2 separate regions of the Bos taurus genome follow, and region 1 is linked to region 2. Evidence: chromatin contacts called from public Hi-C data. All regions are on one chromosome and are shown on one strand. Each heading gives the region's core, a stretch centred on a gene start, on an enhancer-like site or on the middle of the called end of the contact. The rest is flanking DNA. Distances are from core to core; before and after follow the strand shown. Region 1 has its middle 21 kb from the start of SDE2. Region 2 holds the start of PYCR2 (pyrroline-5-carboxylate reductase 2).

Region 1 (5,837 bases), core at 2,158-4,657, 51 kb after region 2:
CAAGGCCCGAAGATGGATGGAAAGCGTGTAGGCTCAAAGTCCCCAGCTTCATCCCCAGCTCAGCCCTCCAGAGCTGTGTGCTCTGGGGCTGGTCATTTCCTATTTGTAAGCGCTAGTCTCCTGTGCGCAAAGAGGATGATAACAACATCTACTTGGAAGGGCTGTGATGAGGAGCAAATTAGATAAAGTATTTGAGCATCGTTTTCAACGTAGATTTGTCTGTTTATTTGGGAAGGCCTGGGAAGCTCTGTTATGGGAGGCAGAAGGCAACAGCTAGGCTTCCCCACCACCACCAGCCTTGGCACCGCCGAGGGACTGGAAAGGACTTTTTGAATCATGTGTGGCCTGCAAATACTACTTCTTATTAAGAACTCCCTCAGTTTATATCCACTTTTTGGTCTGGGATAGAGGATTATTTTTAAAGCCCAGGCTCCCAGCTGTCTCCCCAGTGACCCTGACTCACTCTGCCAGATGGAATGATTCCTCCTTTTTCGTGCCACATCGCCCATGAATATGCTTTATTATTGCACGTTCTCCATAGAAAACTGCTGTAGCCACATTGTAAACATTGACTGCGGCTGCTGGATTTGAGCTCTATGAGAAAGGCATCCCAGGAGCAGAGTGCAAGGCCGGTGCTCAACCAGTACTTTTTTGAACAAAAGCAAGACAGTGACATATTCCAGCAAAGAGTCAGAACGTGTTTCATTATTATAAAAAGTATATACATATACACACAATGGAATATTATTCAACCATAAAAAGAAGGAAATCGTGCCATTTTTGACGACATGGATGGACCTTGATGGCATTGTGCTAAGTGAAATAAATCAGAGAAATACAAGTACTGTATAATCTCTCTTATACATGGAGTCTAACAAAACAAAATAATGACTCGTAGATACAGAGAACAGGTGCGTAGTCCCCCCAACAAAAGTAACCTGATCATAGATCATAGAATATTTGGGAAATATATGAGATTGGGGAGAAGCAGGGAGTAATCTGTTTTCACAGCCTCCAGTGATCATATTGGTAAACATTAACCTGTATTTCCTTCCAGTTGTTTTTTCCCTAGATAAGCGGTGTTTACATTATTATAAAATCACAAATTACATAATAATTTTGTAATCTGTAAATGCCATTTTTATGTCTGGTCTCTTTCAACATTATAACAGTTACAATATTTCATTCTTACATTGCAAGGTTATTTTTCATTGTTTTTTTCCCCTACATTATTCTGTTCTGGACTATCCATTTTTCCAAAAATCATATTTCCAAAATACCAATATAAAGAATTAATGTCTCGAAGCTTTCAAAGTTGCTTTATCAAGAAACCTTGTTTTTATAAATTGAATCTTATGTAGAACTTCAATCTACGAAGAGATAGTATTTTATTCAAATAAAATCACTTTCGAAGTCAAAGGCCTGGTATTTGTTTTTGATAACATCAGTTGACATGCACACTAAGTCAATTTAGATGAAGACAAAATTGGGGCCTAGGGATGTATTACAGCCCCTGAGGAGCCACAGAATCACAGCACCCTGAACATCCAGGCATTCTGTGGTGGCTCCACAGAGAAGGGGACAGACCCGCCAGCTCCCCAGGAGCCTGCCTGTTGGGTTTCCCTCTCCATGCCTAGCTGTGCCCACTCTGGATTTCCAGGCAGTCCCAGGTGGTGGTGGTATAGTTGCTAAGTCATGTCCGACTCTTGCGACCCCATGGACTGTAGCCTGCCAGGATTTTCTGACTGTGAGATTCTCCAGGCAAGAATACTAGAGTGGGTTGCCATTTCCTTCTCCAAAGAGCCTCCCTAATTCCATCAAGTGAGCCAAGGGAAGTGGCGTCTCTAAGGGACCCCATCTGCCTCTCTAAGGGACCCCTGTCTGCCTCAACACTACTTAGGGTGACTTGGGGGACTGACTTTAAGCAGAAGTAGCCACTTATCTCTGATTTTCCAGGGCGGAGGAGGGGGTTTTGTCCCCCTCACTCCCAGCCTGAGGTCTCCCTGTTGTCCCCATTTTGCTGTCTGCTCTTAGTCTGTGGTCGAATCTCCCTGCAACCTTTCTGCAGAGAGAAGAAAGAGAAGATGGTATATTTCCTCATGTCTCTGTGTTTGGGGACAGAGATGGGCTATGGGCTATTTGCCAGCTGTAAGGGCAGAGCACACAGTTCCCACTAAAGTGACCTGAGGACGCCAGTAGAAATAAATATGGCAGAGGTGTACAAAATACAGCTGTACCTGCCTCTCCTATTTTTTATTTTTATTTTAGGCTCCGCCGCGTAGCATGCAGGATCTTAGTTCCCCTGCTGCTGCTGCTAAGTCACTTCAGTCGTGTCCAGCTCTGTGCGACCCCATAGACGGGCAGCCTGTGGCTCCACCATCCCTGGGATTCTCCAGGCAAGAACACGAGTGGGTTGCCATTTCCTTCTCCAGTGCATGAAAGTGAAAAGTGAAAGTGAAGTTGCTCAGTCGTGTCCGACTCTTGGCGACCCCTACCAGGGATCAAACCGTGCCCTTGCATCCAGGATGCGGTCTCTTAACCACCGGATCGTCAGAAAAGTCCCCCTAATTTTTTTATAACACAAAAACAAAGCAGTTGTTACTCAAATTGGATACTCAAATTCCTCCATCAGAAAACAGCAGCAAGTGATTAGGAAAGAGTTGTTTGTTGAAAAGTAGCAGTTGGGAGAAGGCAATGGCACCCCACTCCAGAATTCTTGCCTGGAAAATCCCATGGACGGAGGAGCCTGGTAGGCTGCAGTCCATGGGGTCGCTAGGAGTCGGACACGACTGAGCGACTTCACTTTCACTTTTCACTTTAATACACTGGAGAAGGAAATGGCAACCCACTCCAGTGATCTTGCCTGGAGAATCCCAGGGACGGGGAAGCCTGGTGGGCTGCCGTCTCTGGGGTCGCACAGAGTCGGACACGACTGAAGCGACTTAGCAGCAGCAGCAGCAGTTTTTTGGGATATTTGGCAAGCCTGTGTGCTCGAGTGATCGATGGCTCACTCGTGTTCAACTAGTTGCGATCCCTTGGACTGCAATCTGCCAGGCTCCTCTGTCCACGGAATTCTCCAGGCAAGAATACTGGAGTGGGTTGCCATTTCCTTCGCCAGCGGTTCTTCCCCACCCAGGGATTGAACTCATGTCTCCTTCTTTGGCAGGCAGATTTTTTACCACTGAGTCACCAGCAAAGCCCTCATTCAGCAAGCCTATACATGATTTATTCACACCTGGTAGAGTGAAAGCTGAAGTGAAATATGGGAATCCCAGGATCAGAAAGGACAGAGCCTGGTCAAATCAGGCCAGCTGCCTTCTATTTGCCATTTATCTGTGTCACCTCACCTCGGAGCAGGTTCCCTTCCTGCCCCTGCCCTTGCTCACATTCGTTGGTGACCAGCGCCCTCTACTGGCAACACGAAAAGTCTTTCTTCCTCCACAAATTGGCCGCGTTTTGTTGCTTGGCAGGTGCTGAGCAATAGAATCCTTCTGTAGGGTTGCCCTTCCTGCCCTGACTTCAACTATTCAAAATATTTGATAAAATATCAAAATACTTTATTTTGATAAAATATTCAGTTCCGGTCATTTTCCACAACGACCTTCAAAGGCACCCCAAGTCTACAAGCAAAGGTTTCAAAGGTACACCATGGGATATGCCATGCAATACACGGATGGATGGCAAATATACTTGGAATTGCTTATTGTTTCATAAAACACATCATATTAAGAAAGCAATACATTCATTCATTCATTAAATATTTTTTGAGCAGCTTCTATGTACCAGGCTTTAGCAAAACAGACAAATATTTCTGCCCTGATGGAGCTTATCTCTATGGTAAGTAGTGGTGGGGGGGGGACAACATATAATAAACAAGCAAAATATATAGCATGAAATTGGTACTATGAAAAAGAACAGGCAGGAAAGAAAGATAGGGATGTCTATGGGGGGAGGAGTAGCTGCTATTTTAAATAAGAGAAGAGGCACACCTGTGGACAACCAGAGATAGAATGTTCCAGAGAGAAGGAAGTGAGTGCGGAACTGTGGAAGCAGAGTGTCTTTGGTGGATTCGGTTTATCCAAGCAATAGCAAGGAGGCTGCCTTGGCTGAGATGGAGCGAGGTAGGAGTAGATAAGGTCAGAGCTGGGTGAGGGCATAGACTGAAGGGGTTGCCAGGGATTTTAAGTAAGCCCTTGGGCTTTTTAGTCAAAGGCCGATGGAGCTCTAAATAAATGAGTGATATCATCTGGGGTGCACACCCCCAAAGTTTTACTGATAGACGTGCACAATAAACAATGTTCAGAAACTGTAGGTCTGCAGAATAAACCCTTAATATCAGCCCACTGTTTCCTTTCACAGAGACCCACAGTTGCAGAAGGTAATGTGAGCTGTCTGGAAAGATGAGAACTTCAACAGGCAGAGACCTGACAGGCCTCCCTATCCTGGAAATGTAGCAAGTGATCTAGTTGTAAACTGAGATATATCCAGCCCTGGGGGCCTTCTCAGTACTGAATACCCGTTTTATTATTTGTCTACACTCCTAATTCCTCACTTCTTTTCCTTCCTACTTGTGAAGGAAAGTAGACCTGAATCAGACTTCTCCCCAGAAACAGGTTGACAGATGGCTGAGAGCGAGGGCCTATGTGACACAGTGCCACCTCCTCCATGTGCTAGTTGAGACACACAAGGGGTGTCGTGAAGTTGAACAGTTGGCACCTTACTGATTTTGATCAGAGGCAGCCTAGAGTTGTTAACATCTGCTACTAAATCATTGAACTTTCTAGGAGGCACTTTTGATTTAGAAAATCCACTAACAGGGACTGGTGCAGGATGGTCAGCTGAGGACGCACACTGAACCCCTTCTTGCCAACCCCCTCTGAAGTGAGTAAAGGAATACAAGGAAGCTCTGTAGCAGTACTAGGAATGAGGGGAAAGGTTAGTACCTCAAAATCAAACTGTGAGCAAGAAAGTAACACTGAGTCAGAGAAAGGCAAATTCATAATCTCACTTACATGTGGAACCCTGCAAAGAAAATCAAACTCTTTTATTGAAAAAGAGAGGTTACCAGAGGTGGAGGGTGGGGAAGGGAGAACTGGAGGAAGATAGTTAAAAGGTACATACTTTTAGGATTAAAAAGTACTAGGCTGTGATAACCTGTGTAAGAAAAAAATCTAAAAAAGAATGAATATATGTGTATGTATAACTGCATCTCTTTGCTGTACACTCGAAACACATTTAAATCACCTCTACTCCACACAGCTGTGTGGTACGTAGGAAAGTTAAGAGAGTAAATCCTAAGAGTTCTCATCACGACAGTATTTTTCCTTTTTTCTTTTCTTTTTATTGTATATATTTGGGAAGACAGATGTTAGTTAAAACTATCGTAGTCATCACTTCACAAAATATGTATATCAAATCATCATGCTGTATTTCTTCAACTTAAACAGTGATGTATGTCAATTATTTCTCAATCAAGCAGGGGGGGAAAAGATTAAGCCATTGAAATGAACCCCAACAGAAGCCCATTACCATCCCACATGTGCACCAGTGAAAGCTGGACAAACCACAGCCACAAATAATGATCTCAAGACAGTCTCTGTGCGTTGTGAACCTCTTTAACTTCCTTTAATGCTCCAAGGGACAATTTCAGAATTATGGGTTTTTTAACTTTTCCAGTGAAGGTCTACATGCTGTGAGGAGCAGGGTGAGGGCTGCTCACACTTCCACACTAAATGAAGCAGAGCACAGCTTGAACTGGCAACTGAAGGGCACAACCATGCCAATCAGGAAAGGGGCACTGAGCAGCCAACTTCATGTTGCCACAACAGAAAAGAAAG
Region 2 (5,234 bases), core at 2,144-4,643:
AGCTGGTTGGGGTCAGTGTGGTCACTGTGGGGGATTCCAGCTTCACTCTGTCCAGGAGGGTCTTCTTGAGGGCAGCTGGGGAGATCTTCTCTTGGTCAGCCATGGACTGCAGCTCTCTGCAGGCAAAACCCCAAGAGGTTGAAGGAGCTAGAGCTAGATACACAAGGTCTCCCCATCCACTTAACCCCAACCCTTGTTGACTTGATACCACCCGAACTTAGAACCCCAAACCAAACACTCCCCGAAACTTCTCAGAAGTGCTATTTAACTAAGTATGGCTTACTACACGGATGCAGAGCTTCAAGTGGTATCTGTGATCAGCTAGGGAGAGAGAGAGTGGGGAAAAAAAAAAAATCACAGAATTGGGGGTCAAAGACTTGAAGTCTAATCCTACCTCCATCACTTACTAGCTGTTTGACTTTGGGAAAGCTGTTATCTCTAAACCTCAACTTCCTCATCTGGAAATCAAAGTTAAACCTCAGTTATCAGAACTGTGTAAGAATTACATGAAGTAAGGCCTGCAAACCCTTAAGCTAACAGAGTCTAATAAGTGGGTTATTAACAGAGCACAGACTCCGGCACTGCTAATGGGACCACAGAAGGCAGATCGTGTAAGACACTGACAGCCCACATGGGGCTGGCTCCAAGTGGAGGGCCTGGGTGGAAAAGGAGAGCAACCCACCGTGTTCGGATACAGGAGGCCTCAACCGCATTGATGAGCAGGGAGCGGAAGCCCCCGCTCTCTAGGAAGTGCAGGGCGTGGATGGTGGCCCCCCCAGGGGAGCACACGTTGTCCTTGAGCTGGCCGGGATGCTGTTCTGAGTCCAGCAGCATCTTGGCAGCTCCCTAGGGCAGGAAGGGCCATTAGAGGAGAAAATTGCAGGTGCCCCTTGGGATGAGCTTCTCCAAACACATTCCTCCCCAATCCCTACCCCAGCTTCCCCACCAAGCCCTGCCCTGGCTCAGAGAGCCCTAAGAATCCCATCCCATCCCCACACCGGGGTCCAGAACACGCAGGGAGAAGATACTAACCAGCAAGGCCTGGGCCCCCAGTCGGACGGCCAGGCGCCGTGGCAGGCCCATCTTCACCCCACCGTCAGCCAATGCGTCCAGGGCCATGAACGCCTGTGAAGACACTCACTGAGCCCCGGGGCTGCAGGTACTCAGGGGCACACACTAGGGTCTTTTCCTGACAACTAGCTCCAAGGGTCAACCTCCTCCACCAGACAGCCTCGCCCAAGAGGTGGGCGACACCCCCAGCCCAGGCTTGCCTGCCAGCCCAGCTTGCATCCCAGGGTCCCCAGAGGGCTGAGTATATGAGGGCCTCACATAGGCAGGCCCGCTGCCGCTGAGCCCTGTGACGGCATCGATCAGGTCCTCCTCCACCTCCGTGCAGAAGCCCACGCTGCTCATGAGCTGCTCCAGGAGCTGCCCGTCCTCCACCAAGGCGTGGGTGCCTGTGGCATACACTGTTGCACCCTCCCGCACCAACACAGGTGTGTTGGTCATGCAGCGGATCACTTTGGGTGCCGGCTGGAACGCCATCAGCTTCTGGGGTGAAGGCAGAGGGCCGAGTGAACTGCCAGTCCCACCAGCACCCACCCCCTCCTCCCACCAACAGGGGCGCCGGGGCTGAGATGGACACCTTTTCCACAGAGCTGATGGTGACGCCAGCCGCACAGGACACCACGATGTGCCTGGCCTGGACGTCGGCACCGATCTCGTCCAGGATAAAGGGGATGATGTGTGGCTTCACGGCCAGGAACAGGACGTCACTGTGCCTGACCGTCTCCTTGTTGCTCCGGGTCAGGTTCACACCCATCTTCTGCAGGAGGAGACCACCAGGCTCACACTCTGTGGCAGCCTCATGAGCCCTGGTCCTCTCAAGGAGCAGCTGAACCCCTCCAAGCTCACGTGGCCAAGGGCAGCCTGGAATTCCCTGCCCTGTTCCCCTCAGAGTTAGCCCCTACCCCCATTGCCTCGAAGTTTTCCAGTGTTGCTACTGGGCAAGTGAGTGCTGGACATGGACAAGCTTCCCATGGCAAACAGGAAATCGCTGTCCCCCATCCCCACCAGTTCTCTGGCACCCAAGGCACCCCTCTGCCAGGTGAGATGTCTCCATGGTTGAAAAATGGCACAGGTAAAGGGAAAGGTGAAATGCTGGTGCCCAATGGTCAGAAGCAGGGCTCTATCCCAAGCCTGGACACTTGTTCATCAGGGTGCCTGGTCTCTGTGTGGTCCAGGGGTGGAATGGAGGACACCCCTCTAAGACTTCACACTAAGAAACAAGGCCGTCCGGTGATGACAGTCCCGGCCATCCCAGGCCCAGACACTGCCTGTTACCTGCCGCCTGCCTCGTTAGCCATCCTCTCCCACACTGCTCAGGTTCTGGGTGAAGACTTGGGATATTCTTTGTTTAGAAAGAGGGAAAACTAACTTGCCAGGTTCTTTCCCAACATGCTCATTTACGCCTCAGAATAGCTCAGCAAAGTGACTACTGTGGGCTTCATTTTATAAATGCGGAAACTGAGGCTCAGAGCACCTAAGTACCTTAACTGCTTAAGCTAAGTACCTCAGCTAAGTACCTTAACTGAGCTAGTGGATGAAGCAAAGTGAGTATTTTATTGGGTACCTACTATGTGCTAGGTGCTTTTCACACATCAAAATCTCAACTAACCTTGTGTCTGGATTGGAACCCAAGTCGACCAACCCAGTCGTGCCTGGCTGCTCGCACAACCCTGAGCTCCCCAGGAAAGATGCAGGATAGTGATGCTCCTGGTGGGAAGGTCAGCGCCGGGCACGGAACAGCACAGGGGTTCAGCTCATCAGGCCACCCTTCTCCTGGGTCTCCACCCCCTTCCCCAAACCCTCATGCCCCACCTACCCTGAGAGCGGACACCGTGGGCAGGTCCATTTCCGGGGAGCTGGCTATTATTTTGTGAGCCGACAGGATGCCTACAGAAGACAGGGTTTTTCAACTGGGGATCATGGCCCACCCGGTTCCCATGTTTTCCCTGGGAGAGCAGAGTCAAAACCCACGCCACTCCGACCGTTATGGAGACGGTCGCTGGTGACCCCCTACCCCTTAATCCCTTATTAGGGATTTAGGAATCCTTAATTCCCTAGCAGACGCAAGTTCCCCTTTCTTCATTCCCTCACGTTCGTGCGGCGGAGGGCGGTCACAAGCTAAGCTGTGGACCTTCCGCGCACCCGCCTCCCGCCTTCAGGCGCTTACCTGCGGCCGTGAAGCCCCGCGCCAAGGCGCAGGCCAGCTGGCCGGCGCCGATGAAACCCACGCTCATGGTTATCCGGGCTCCGCGTCTGCCCGGCCGCCGCAGGAGTCCGCTCAGAGGGGCCCTGAGAGAAACGTGGAGAACCGAGAGCGTAGTCGGCCCGGCGACGAGGAGCCAGATCCCGCGAAACGCTCGCAGCTTCCGGCGTCTATTCCACAACCCCGCCTCTCTCACGCTCACCTACGACGCCACAGGGTTCCAAACGGCCCCGCCCTGCCAGGGGGACCAATCCACGGCCGGGACGGGGACGTGTGCACGCCTTCTGACACAGGATTAGTGGGCGGAAGCTCCGTCCCAGCGCGCGAAGCCCGGATCTAAGCGTCGCGGACGCCCCCGCCCTGGGTGTCCCCGGAGCCCCGCCCCCACCTCAGGGCGGAGATTGCCGTTGGCACCCGTGCACGGCCCTAGGCTGAGGCCGGCGGCGAGGTCTGGCTTATATTATTTCTGGCGCTGTCCGTCAGCCGCCTTTCGAAAGCTAGAGAAACTCTCCAGGTTGCTGATTTGAGGGGACGAATGTGACGCTCCCGGTGAGGCTTTAGACTGGAGCTTGGAGGCCCGTGGGCTACAAACCAGGCTTCTCGGTGCACCCGGGGATTATCTACGTTGGAGCTGGGAGTTCCCCTGCTACCGCCCGCACCGTCTCGGCACGCGCGGGGAGGCGGTGGAGAAGCCCTGGTTATTGACTTGAACTTACGTGAGTCTGAGTGAACTCCGGGAGTTGGTGATGGATAGGGAGACCTGGCGTGCTGCGATTCATGGGGTCGCAAAGAGTCGGACACGACTGAGCGACTGATCTGATCCGACATGGTTTACGCGATTGGTCTTTCTTAACTAGGATTGCAAACAGAACCAGTTCCTCTGTTTAGGAAATGATGGGCTCCTTCAGTTCAGTCGCTCAGTCATGTCCGACTCTTTGCGACCCCATGAATTGCAGCACGCCAGGCCTCCCTGTCCATCACCAACTCCAGGAGTTCACTCAAGCTCACGTCCATCGAGTCGGTGATGCCATCCAGCCATCTCATCTTCTGTCGTCCCCTTCTCCTCCTGCCCCCGCCTCCCAGCATCAGGGTCTTTTCCAGTGAGTCAACTTTTCGCATGAGGTGGCCAAAGTACTGGAGTTTCAGCTTTAGCATCATTCCTTCTAATGAACACCCAGGACTGATCTCCTTTAGAATGGACTGGTTGGATCTCCTTACAGGCCAAGGGACTCTCAAGAGTCTTCTCCAACACCACAGTTCAAAAGCTCAGCTTTCTTCACAATCCAACTCTCACATCCATACATGACTACTGGAAAAACCATAGCCTTGACTAGACGAACCTTTGTTGGCAAAGTAATGTCTCTGCTTTTTAATATGCTGTCTAGGTTGGTCATAACTTTCCTTCTAAGGCTCCTTAGGACCTGACTAAGGTATCCCCCCGACCATGCTACTTGCTTTCAAAAGCTTCACAAATGTGATGTTTACTTTTTCATCACTAGTAAATTTAAGAGAAGTGATGATTTTGAACTGTGGTGTTGGAGAAGACTCTTGAGAGTCCCTTGGACGGCAAGGAAATCCAGCCAGTCCATCCTAAAGGATATCGGTCCTGAATATTCATTGGAAGGACTGATGCTGAAGCTGAAATTCTAATACTTTGGCCACCTGATGCGTAGAACTGCCTCATTGGTAACTTTCTCTGATTAGCAAATAATACATGCATATTGAGAAAAAGTTGGAAAATACAAAAAAATAAAAGTAAGAAGTCAAAATCACCCATAGTCATACTTCCTAAGGATCGTTTCTTGCAGGCATATTTGGTACATTTCCTTACACATTATTTTCTGTGCATACAGACCTTTTCCATCATTGGAAATAAATGATACACATATGGTTTTGAAATTTCTCTGCTAGATATACAATAAATATTTTCCAAAGTTACTAGAAAGTTATTTAAAATAAGATT

The links. Hi-C and Micro-C count contacts between places; a contact is called where the count stands out from the background.
Region 1: a Hi-C map of skeletal muscle shows a contact between it and region 2, with 4 times the contacts expected there. The contact joins the enhancer-like site here to the promoter of PYCR2 in region 2. A contact is called at or near these places in 2 of 11 Hi-C or Micro-C datasets (liver and skeletal muscle).

Annotation. Positions count from the first base shown.
Region 1 is chr16:28,996,759-29,002,595 of ARS-UCD2.0, forward strand. No RefSeq gene overlaps it. Among named protein-coding and RNA genes, the nearest start is that of SDE2, 21 kb to the right of the region's middle. Within about 2 kb of position 3,408, at least 4 of the 102 cell types and tissues checked have an H3K27ac peak or open chromatin away from gene starts, as enhancers often do. A contact at or near this core is called in skeletal muscle, where this site is marked.
Region 2 is chr16:28,945,982-28,951,215 of ARS-UCD2.0, forward strand. It overlaps PYCR2 (pyrroline-5-carboxylate reductase 2), which reads right to left and starts at 3,394. Exons shown (of 7, transcript NM_001075181.1): 1 at 3,236-3,394; 2 at 2,885-2,955; 3 at 1,646-1,825; 4 at 1,330-1,551; 5 at 1,033-1,125; 6 at 683-846; 7 at 1-116. The coding sequence starts at 3,302.